3 separate regions of the Mus musculus genome follow, and regions 1 and 3 are each linked to region 2. The links are chromatin contacts, called in public HiChIP or PLAC-seq maps. All regions are on one chromosome and are shown on one strand. The core of a region is the stretch at or near the end of the contact, and the rest is flanking DNA. Distances in the headings are between cores, read along the strand shown.

Region 1 (2,710 bases), core at 142-2,641, 440 kb after region 2:
GTTGTCACCTCTATAAAAGGCTAGAACAGAAACATTGCAGCTGTGGGGAGCCTGCTACCGCAGCTCAGTAACTCCCTTCCTTATAGCCCAGAATGACCTTAAATTCAAATCCTCCCGCCTCATCTTCTCACATGCACTGCTGTTCAGATGCAATAGCAGCCGGGACAGTCTGGAATGAAGCTAAAAGCTGTGTTCGTTCTAACAAAGCATTGTTTGTGAGGGCTAAAATCTTAATTCCATACAAGCTTCACAGCCCTTTAAAAGTGTCATGTCATTCTTAGCGCCAAGCTGGCCATGAATTGTACAAAAACAGGGCAGGGGGCAGGGGGCAGGGGTCGTTTCCTTAAGTTTCTGACCCTTCTTGACAGCAAGGTTATACAGCAGTCAGTCTACAACACATCCCAGAAGATTAAGGTTAGAGTCCACTTGATGCTTCTTGTTCGGTGTTTAAAAAACAAAAGCATTCCATGCATTGCACATAATACAGATTAAGAGTTTAATGAAGATGCACACGTGTGCCTGTGTCTCCAGTCACGATTATCATCTAGTGTCTGGAAAGAATCTTGCATCTGTGATGCTACCTCTTCCTCCGGATTGTTGAACACAGGCTTAGAAGTCTACGAAGAGTTAACACTCCCTGGTGGTGATCATCTCCATCATGTGATGGAGGAGTTAAAACCCCAGTATGGGTCCCTTCTTCAAAGGTTGTATGGGAGAGCATTAGAAGCAACAAACCTGTCCTCGTAAAGCATGCTAGAGTTCTTCCCACTTTCCCATTCAACTCATTTCTAAGTTGTTTCAAGAATTTCTCTTCTCCCCTCTCCCTTTCTATCTCCCCATACAGTGTGATATTTAAACTACTTGGTTGGTTGAATATTCAATATTCTCTGACAAACAGAAGCACAATGATATGTAGGAAGAGAGATGATGCATCCTAATATAATAAAAACAGCTTATACCAACATTGACAGGCTAACTACCAGCCAGGCTCTGAAGAGGTGCCGGGAGAGGAAAGAAAGGATATTCCTACCCTGTTTAGCACCTGCAGGGATACACTACAGATGATTCACATCAAAGAGAGAATACCCCAAATGCCAGGGGCCACAGGGCTGCCGTGTAGCTTCAGACCTGTGTTTTGATAGAAGAGTTGAGTCATTCCTTGGACTAGATTTAGACAGGAGAGGGAAATGCATTCAGGATTCCCACTAGCCAGTTCTGTGCTATTCAAGGCTTAGGGGACAAAACCCACCAGCACAGAGAACTGGGTGGGGAAAGATGACAGGTGGGAGAAGAGGCCAGAGGAAATCTTCCGTCTCCTAAGTTCTTGGGTAGAAAGCCCTGCTGTCCTTACAGCCAAGGCAGGAAACGTCATCCTTCCTTATTGACCTGCTCAGAGGAGACCTGGTGACTTTCATGTTTACCCAGGGGGAGCAGTTGTTTACTTTCCAGCGGGATAATGAGAGATTGGCTTCTATTTCTAGCCAGGTGATGAGGTTGGAGGAAGCAAGTGGAAGGGAAGAGGATCAGTTGGCTTCCCTCTGGAACAAGGATGCAAACCTTAGATAGTCAACTCCTGCCTCACCCTGGCTCTAGGTATGGGGACTTTTGGTCTGTAGCTCCTTGGGGAAAGGGCTGTCTCTTCATGATCAGGTGAAGACCCTTCCTGGGATACTAAATGACCTTTCCTGTGTGTGTGTGTGTGTGTGTGTGTGTGTGTGTGTGTGTGTGTGTGTGTGTATTTGGTCATCTCCTGGTTGGATCAGAGAAGTGAGTGTTGACTCACTGAGGCCCATGACCTCAGACAGGACCTACTGTGCCCTGCTATAAGACTAGACTCTCAGTGGAGAAGAGAACTACCAAGGAGACACAGTAGGTTTGCTCCTGAAAAGACTGTCTTAACTAAAATGTATCTGGTTAGTTGGAAGATGAGAAGACTGTAAGAGACTATTGCAGCTGGCTTAGTAAGAGGGGCAACAGCCCAGATGGGGGGTGGGGGGCAGGAGACTAGGAGGAGGAGAAAGAATAAGCAAGGTCTGGAGAGATAGGATCAGGAGAATAAAAGTAGGCTTGAGAAGAATCACAAGTGTCCCATAAGTATGAGGACTGAGTGGAGGGGCTCTTGTCCAAGAGAGGGACAGACAAGAGAGCAGCCCAGGAGACCCAGACAGACCCAAGCCATCTAAACAGAGGGCCAAGAGATCTGAAGAAAGCTTGACGTCCAGAAGACCCAGATAGAGAGGCAGGAGCCCCAAACAGAGAGCCATGACATTTGAGGACACCCTTCTGTGGTTGATCTCGTCCTGCTGCCTCTCACCAAGGGAAATGGTTGCTGAGCTCTGCCACTGGAGTCCTAGTGAGCACTCCATAGTTCTGCTGTTAGAAGTAAACGTCGCAGGAAACCTGGGTATGCAAGGCCCGGCAACTGCCAGTGCATCATCTGATGTGTGTTCTTTATGATAGCCATGGAGGTGCAAGAAGTAGAAGGATCCATCTGCACAAGGAGCCAGTGTCATGCAAAGGAAGCTGGTGTGCATGGGTGTGTGGTAGTGCGACTACAATGGGAAATGACCAGAGATCCAGCCTGACAGTGAGGGCTTCAATGGCATCACCTCCCAGCCAGACCTTGCAGGAACTCCTCGAGGAGGCAGTGTCTTCAATGACTGTGAGAAATGTTGACGGTGAGATTCTGAAAAATAAATGCAAGCTGATA
Region 2 (2,700 bases), core at 118-2,617:
AATAAAGAGTTTGGAACTAAGGATTGTCTCTTTCACCGAGAACCACCATGGGGAGCACGGAGGCCTTCATCTACAGAGCTACAGCTTAAATCTCCCATAGAAGGCCTCTCTGCACTTCCAGATAACTATAGATGCCTTTGCTGATGAGTTAGGCCGGAGCCCATCCTCTAGTTGACTAGAGGACACCTGGGCTAGTTGGCATCTTTAGCACGTGCGCCAAACGCCCCCCCCCCAACTCCCACGCTCCACCCCTCCATCACACACACTCTGCTCTCAACTCCTGTGAGTCAGCAGCAGCCAGGAGTTTGGGATCACCCAGTCCCAGCCTCATTGCAGCCTGTGGACTCCCGTCACTTCGTTCCCAACTTCTCTGTGGAGTTCTCTGGCGGCAACTGGAGACCCAGAAGTCAGGGAACCCCAACTTCGCGCCCCCATCACAGATGATTGAGTTTTCCCACCCCTGGTCTTACAACTGAGGTTTCCGGTGAGCTTAGTCAAGGTCCCCAGGGGCCGTGTCCAGTGGCGGGGCGGAAGGCGGGCCCATGTGAATCCCTGTGAGACTTTGGTGGTGTTCAAATCAGGAATCCACGCCCATCGTCTAAAACCAGCCAAGCAGGGTTGGGGATGTACTCAGTAGTTAGGCTTTGTACATCTCATGCTTAAGTCCCTAGATTCTACCCCAGTCAAACACATGTGTGCTCACGCACAAATAAAATAACCTACAAAAGAATGCAAAGGGAGGATATGATTTGCCGCTGATGTAACCTAGCTACCCTTCCTTAGCCGAACAGCTTCCTTTTTTTTTTTTTTTTTTTTTGCAAATGCTCTGACTTGAGGTCCACTCAGATGCAAATCTGGGCCACAAAAGTTAAAGGCTATGAAGCCTCTAACTAAGCTTGCTCAACCATAGAGCCTCACCCACAAATTTGACCTGTGCTTATTTCTGGAGCACAGTTTTGTTCTTCTACTTGTCCACACAGACTGCACGTTTGAGATTTCTGGCTGGTGGCATAATTAGCGCAAAGTGAGGGTATGGGTGTGTTCACCTAGGGAGACGTATCTGGCCTGTTATTTTCCAAGTCTGGAGCTGAGAGTGACTAGAGGCTTGGGTTAGGAAGTCAGGTTTTTTTTTTTCCGTCTAAAAATAGCATAAGAGGCTTCACTGGACGAGAAAGAGGTGTCCAGGGTCTGCATATCCAAATTTGGACTATAGGCACATACTAGGGCTGTTCTGGACAATGGCAGTTGTTTAGAGACTGCCATGTGATAAACCTTTCCTGGGAAGATGCCCCACCTATGCATCTACTCACCCCTCAAGACCAGTGGGATGACTGCATAGACATCCAACTCCGTGAATCACTGCGGTGAATCACTGCGGTTTTTCCCCGGAGTTACTTACAGGAGTGTGGTGAGGGGTGACTTACAGAAGTGAGGATCTCTCAAGGGCAACGTCAGCACCGAAAGCCCAGCCCCACCCCAAACAAGGGACCGCTGGAAAGCTACCACCCTGAGCTCTCTGCACAAAGTGCAGGCAGTTCCGCAGGTGGGAGAGATCTCCTCCAGGCAGCTTGGCTGGTCAGTCTCTTCCTCCTACAGTTGTTTTATTGTAGCTAGAAGACAGGGGAAGGACCTTCAAGAAGGTTGCAGGTTTCAGCTATCCTCCAAGTCTGAGTTTGTTTTCCTCATGAGTCTTATGAGCACCCCCTCCCTCATGGAGGGAATCTTTCAACCTAGTGGAAACTACCGTTTTCGGAGACCCTGCCCCTTCCTGCTACTGCATCAGGCTGTTTCCTTTGTTAGAACAATGGGATTACATGCCTTGCTTGGTTAGGGGAGCATCCAGTATCCCTGAGATCTTTGACATGTGTATATCCCTTCTCCTGGCCACTGTGGCGTCATTGAGACACCCTGTGTGTCATTCAAAGATTGCCCCCATTTCTGCTGTGTAGCTCATCTTAGAGGGTGAGCCAACACATCTCAACACAGCTTAAGAAATTGTTTATAGCGAAGGCCTGATGTTGAAGTCCTTTCCTGTGCCAGCATGGCTGTGCCTGAGAGTTAATCCCATGTGTGAAGATGTTCATTTCCAATATGTACAAGGTATTGGGCCCAGACCACCTCATGCTGTGAAAAATGGAGAGTGAATGTCCTTAAATGAATTCTATGTTAATACATTCTGTGATTTTTTTTTTAAATATGGGGTGACTGAATGGCTTGTCTCATAAGACAAGCTGAAGATAGCAAATGTGTGCAAGGTTTAAAGAAGGAGATGTGCAAGCAACCAACCAGAGATCCTCTGCTGGGGCCTTCTCACAGGAACACTTCCCCTCAAAGGAACACTGTTAGGGATTGCCAATACACCTAGGGAACTGCTTATTTGCTGTGTGACCTATGGTTTTGATTCCTATGCCTCAAATTACTTATTATAGAGTTAGAATATTAACAGTATTGCTATCTCATAGAGATAAGATCAGACCATCACCCTGGGCTTTGGGGGCACAGTGTAGGGCACATGCTTTAGTTGAATAACTGCCTCCTCTTATTATAGTCTACTCTTCCAGCGATAAAACTTGGCAAAAGCAACTAAATTAGGGCCTTCCCTCCTCCACCAGGGATGCTGACTGTGTCCATCCTTCATGAGTCTCAGAGGACCTTAAGTCTACAGAAATACTATCCAGAGGACATCTACGGCTCGGTGCT
Region 3 (2,700 bases), core at 128-2,627, 480 kb after region 2:
GATTATAGGTCTGCACCACTTTGTCTGTCAGAGTACCACATTTTCTGTATCACTTGCAAATGGTGTCAAATCAGTTCCCTGTACAGCTTTGCCCCTTTCATGCCCTGTGTACCTTCTGATTTCTATGGCTTGATAATCACTTCCACAGGAGGAAGAGTGAGAAAGTGGAGAATATTAACTGGGGTTTGTGGGTGGATGAGCACCAGCTGCATGCAATATAATGTTACAGATTATAGGTGTGTCTGTATGGGAGCTAAATCTCAGGTCTTTATCTGCTAAAGGCATGAACAGAGTAACATTTAGGGTCATGTCAATCCCTATGTATGCAGGGTTGGTCCACTGTAAAAAGGCTAATGTCAAAGACTTCGTGTGCCCTGCCTGAGCCTGCAGCACTCTGAGAATGCTGTGCACAGTGTGGCTGAGACTGTAGCACTATGAGGATGCTGGACACCAAGTGGCCTGAGCCTGTAGCAAGCACTATGAGGATGCTATGCACAATGTAGCATAGTTTTGCCTTTGAGAGGTGACTTTTAGCCTCAAATCTCAGCAGATAAGATGGGGGCTCTAGCTTGCCAAAGCTTCTGTGGCAGTCTACTGATCTCATTTCACAGATTCAGAGAAATTGAGACCCAGATGAATAACGGACTCATTTAACATCACAGCAACTTTCTGGTGTATTTCTACTATCATTTTCCCAGGGGATTATGGGACCTCAGTTCGTGAAGCACACTGGACACCTTTGAATAACTTCCAATTGTGTTTAATTCCATTCAGACCTTTGAGTCTGTTGCTGTTTCTTTATTTTCTTTGAGGACTCTCTAGATTTTTTTTAAGATTTTATCTATCTTGATTAGAATGGGTATTTTGCCTGAGTGTATCTCTGTGCATCACATGCATGTAGTACCCATAGAGGCCAGAAGAGGATGTTGGATCTCCTGAAAGTGGAGTTACAGATGATTGTTAGCGACCATGTGAGTGCTGGGAACTGAGCTCTGGTCCTTTGAAAGAGTGCTCTTAACCACTGAGCTATCCTGCCAGCCCCTCTAGAATTTTTTTTAACTGTTCCATACATGATCATACCCAGAGAGTCAACAACTAGAGCTAGAGTTATCTCTTTGAATCAGAAGTGCCCTGAGTTCCTTCTACACTCATTTTCGTATGCACATATGGAAAGGTCATCTCCATGAAGTTATACTGACCTTTTGTCCTCTCTGGGCTCGATTTTGTGTCCTGCCTGTATGCCTGCTTGGTCGAAGTTCCACACTGGGCTGGGACATAGGCAGTGGTGCAGTATGTGTTTAGTATGCTTTCCTTCCCAACAAAATAACTTCTTGCAGCCTAAAGTGTGGCTCTTTGCCCTAATGACTCCAACTGCTCCATACATGTTTATTCTGTGAATGATGTCACTGTTGAATCACAGGCAGGAAGGTGTGTCTGTGTACACGGGTATCGCCCTAAAATTAAACACTTTGCAAAACAAATAAAGGAAAGACTTAAGGGTACAACTAATTTAATAAAGCATTGGTGGTTTTATTTCCTTTCTGTACTTTATTTATGAGTAAATGTCCTAGTGCAGTGAATTAAACAGGACACACATGCTTTTTACTCAGAGAACTGCCCAATTGGCTTTTCACCAGCGTGTGTGTTTAATGAACTCTCCAAAAGGCAGCCCAAGCCTCTATTGAAATCAGTGTGAGGGTTCTTAAAAAGCTGCCAGTGCATAGCTATTATCTCTCCTGGGTGTGTACACTAGAAAGACCGAGTCAATGAACACAGAGACATGCACACCCAATGCTTACAGTAGCACAATAGCAAGATATGGAGTCTGTCTAGGTGCCCATCAATGGGTGAACTTAGAAATATGTTGTGTATATACACATGGAGTTTTAGCCATTTCTAAATGTTAGAAGTTCTAACATTTGCAGAAATGTGGATAAAACTGGAAGTCATCATCAGACTCAGAAAGATGAAGAGTGTGAATTTTCTCTCCTGTGTAGAATCTAGATTCAGGAGCAAGTAGGTAAGGCATTCAAACAGAAAGAAACTGCTTGGGAAAAGAAGCGAGGGGTGAGAAGGGGGATGAGGCATACGATCTAATGTGTGATGTATGTTAATGAAAGTGTTATAGTGAAATCCCTTCTTTTGTATAGTGATATATTAATGAACAAAAAAGGCTGTCCTGATAGGAAGCTGGTTGATATTAGATTCTCCCACTGGACAAGAAGACAATTCATTGCTTTTAAACCTTAATGATCATCCTTATACCATGTACCAGTTTTTTAAAATTTTAATCAGTTGTATATATTTATTACTACAAATTGAAATAACAAAATTTTCTTTATTGCAAATTTCCGAAAATGAGAAAAGTTCTAATTATTACCTTCTCATCAAACGACCCCAAATTCTGTTTTTATGTTCTTTCACATTACCGTATTTCATCTCAGACTTGAGACTTGTAAAGCACACGGACCACTTCAGAGTCATTGTGCTTGTTTGAATCAACTCAAGACATAAAAATATAAAGAAGTCATTTGCAAGCATCCAAACTGCTCACATTTCATGTAGAATTCCGGTGACAAGTTAGGAAAAGCTCACAGCACGTTCCCCCCCCTTCCTACCCTCCCCCCCAAAAAATGAATTAAAATAGAACAGAGAACTCAAGCTCAGATTATTAGTTGCTATACACCTCAATTTTCAAAG

The links. HiChIP or PLAC-seq counts read pairs in DNA pulled down with a chosen protein or histone mark.
Region 1: a contact with region 2 is called in a FOXA1 HiChIP or PLAC-seq map of pancreatic cancer cells. The contact joins two enhancer-like sites.
Region 3: an HNF4G HiChIP or PLAC-seq map of pancreatic cancer cells shows a contact between it and region 2. The contact joins two enhancer-like sites. A contact is called at or near these places in 2 of 115 datasets of contacts at active chromatin or transcription factors (embryonic stem cells and pancreatic cancer cells) and 1 of 9 other capture datasets (embryonic stem cells).

The regions. Positions count from the first base shown.
Region 1 is chr13:34,245,767-34,248,476 of GRCm38.p6, reverse strand. All of the region lies in intron 3 of Slc22a23 (solute carrier family 22, member 23), which reads left to right. Among named protein-coding and RNA genes, the nearest start is that of Gm52037, 49 kb to the right of the region's middle. Within about 2 kb of position 1,391, at least 46 of the 459 cell types and tissues checked have an H3K27ac peak or open chromatin away from gene starts, as enhancers often do. A contact at or near this core is called in pancreatic cancer cells, where this site is marked.
Region 2 is chr13:34,682,123-34,684,822 of GRCm38.p6, reverse strand. No RefSeq gene overlaps it. Among named protein-coding and RNA genes, the nearest start is that of Gm15908, 31 kb to the right of the region's middle. Within about 2 kb of position 1,367, at least 57 of the 459 cell types and tissues checked have an H3K27ac peak or open chromatin away from gene starts, as enhancers often do. A contact at or near this core is called in pancreatic cancer cells, where this site is marked.
Region 3 is chr13:34,206,943-34,209,642 of GRCm38.p6, reverse strand. The region is part of intron 4 of Slc22a23 (solute carrier family 22, member 23); the gene reads left to right. Among named protein-coding and RNA genes, the nearest start is that of Gm52037, 10 kb to the right of the region's middle. Within about 2 kb of position 1,377, at least 18 of the 459 cell types and tissues checked have an H3K27ac peak or open chromatin away from gene starts, as enhancers often do. A contact at or near this core is called in pancreatic cancer cells, where this site is marked.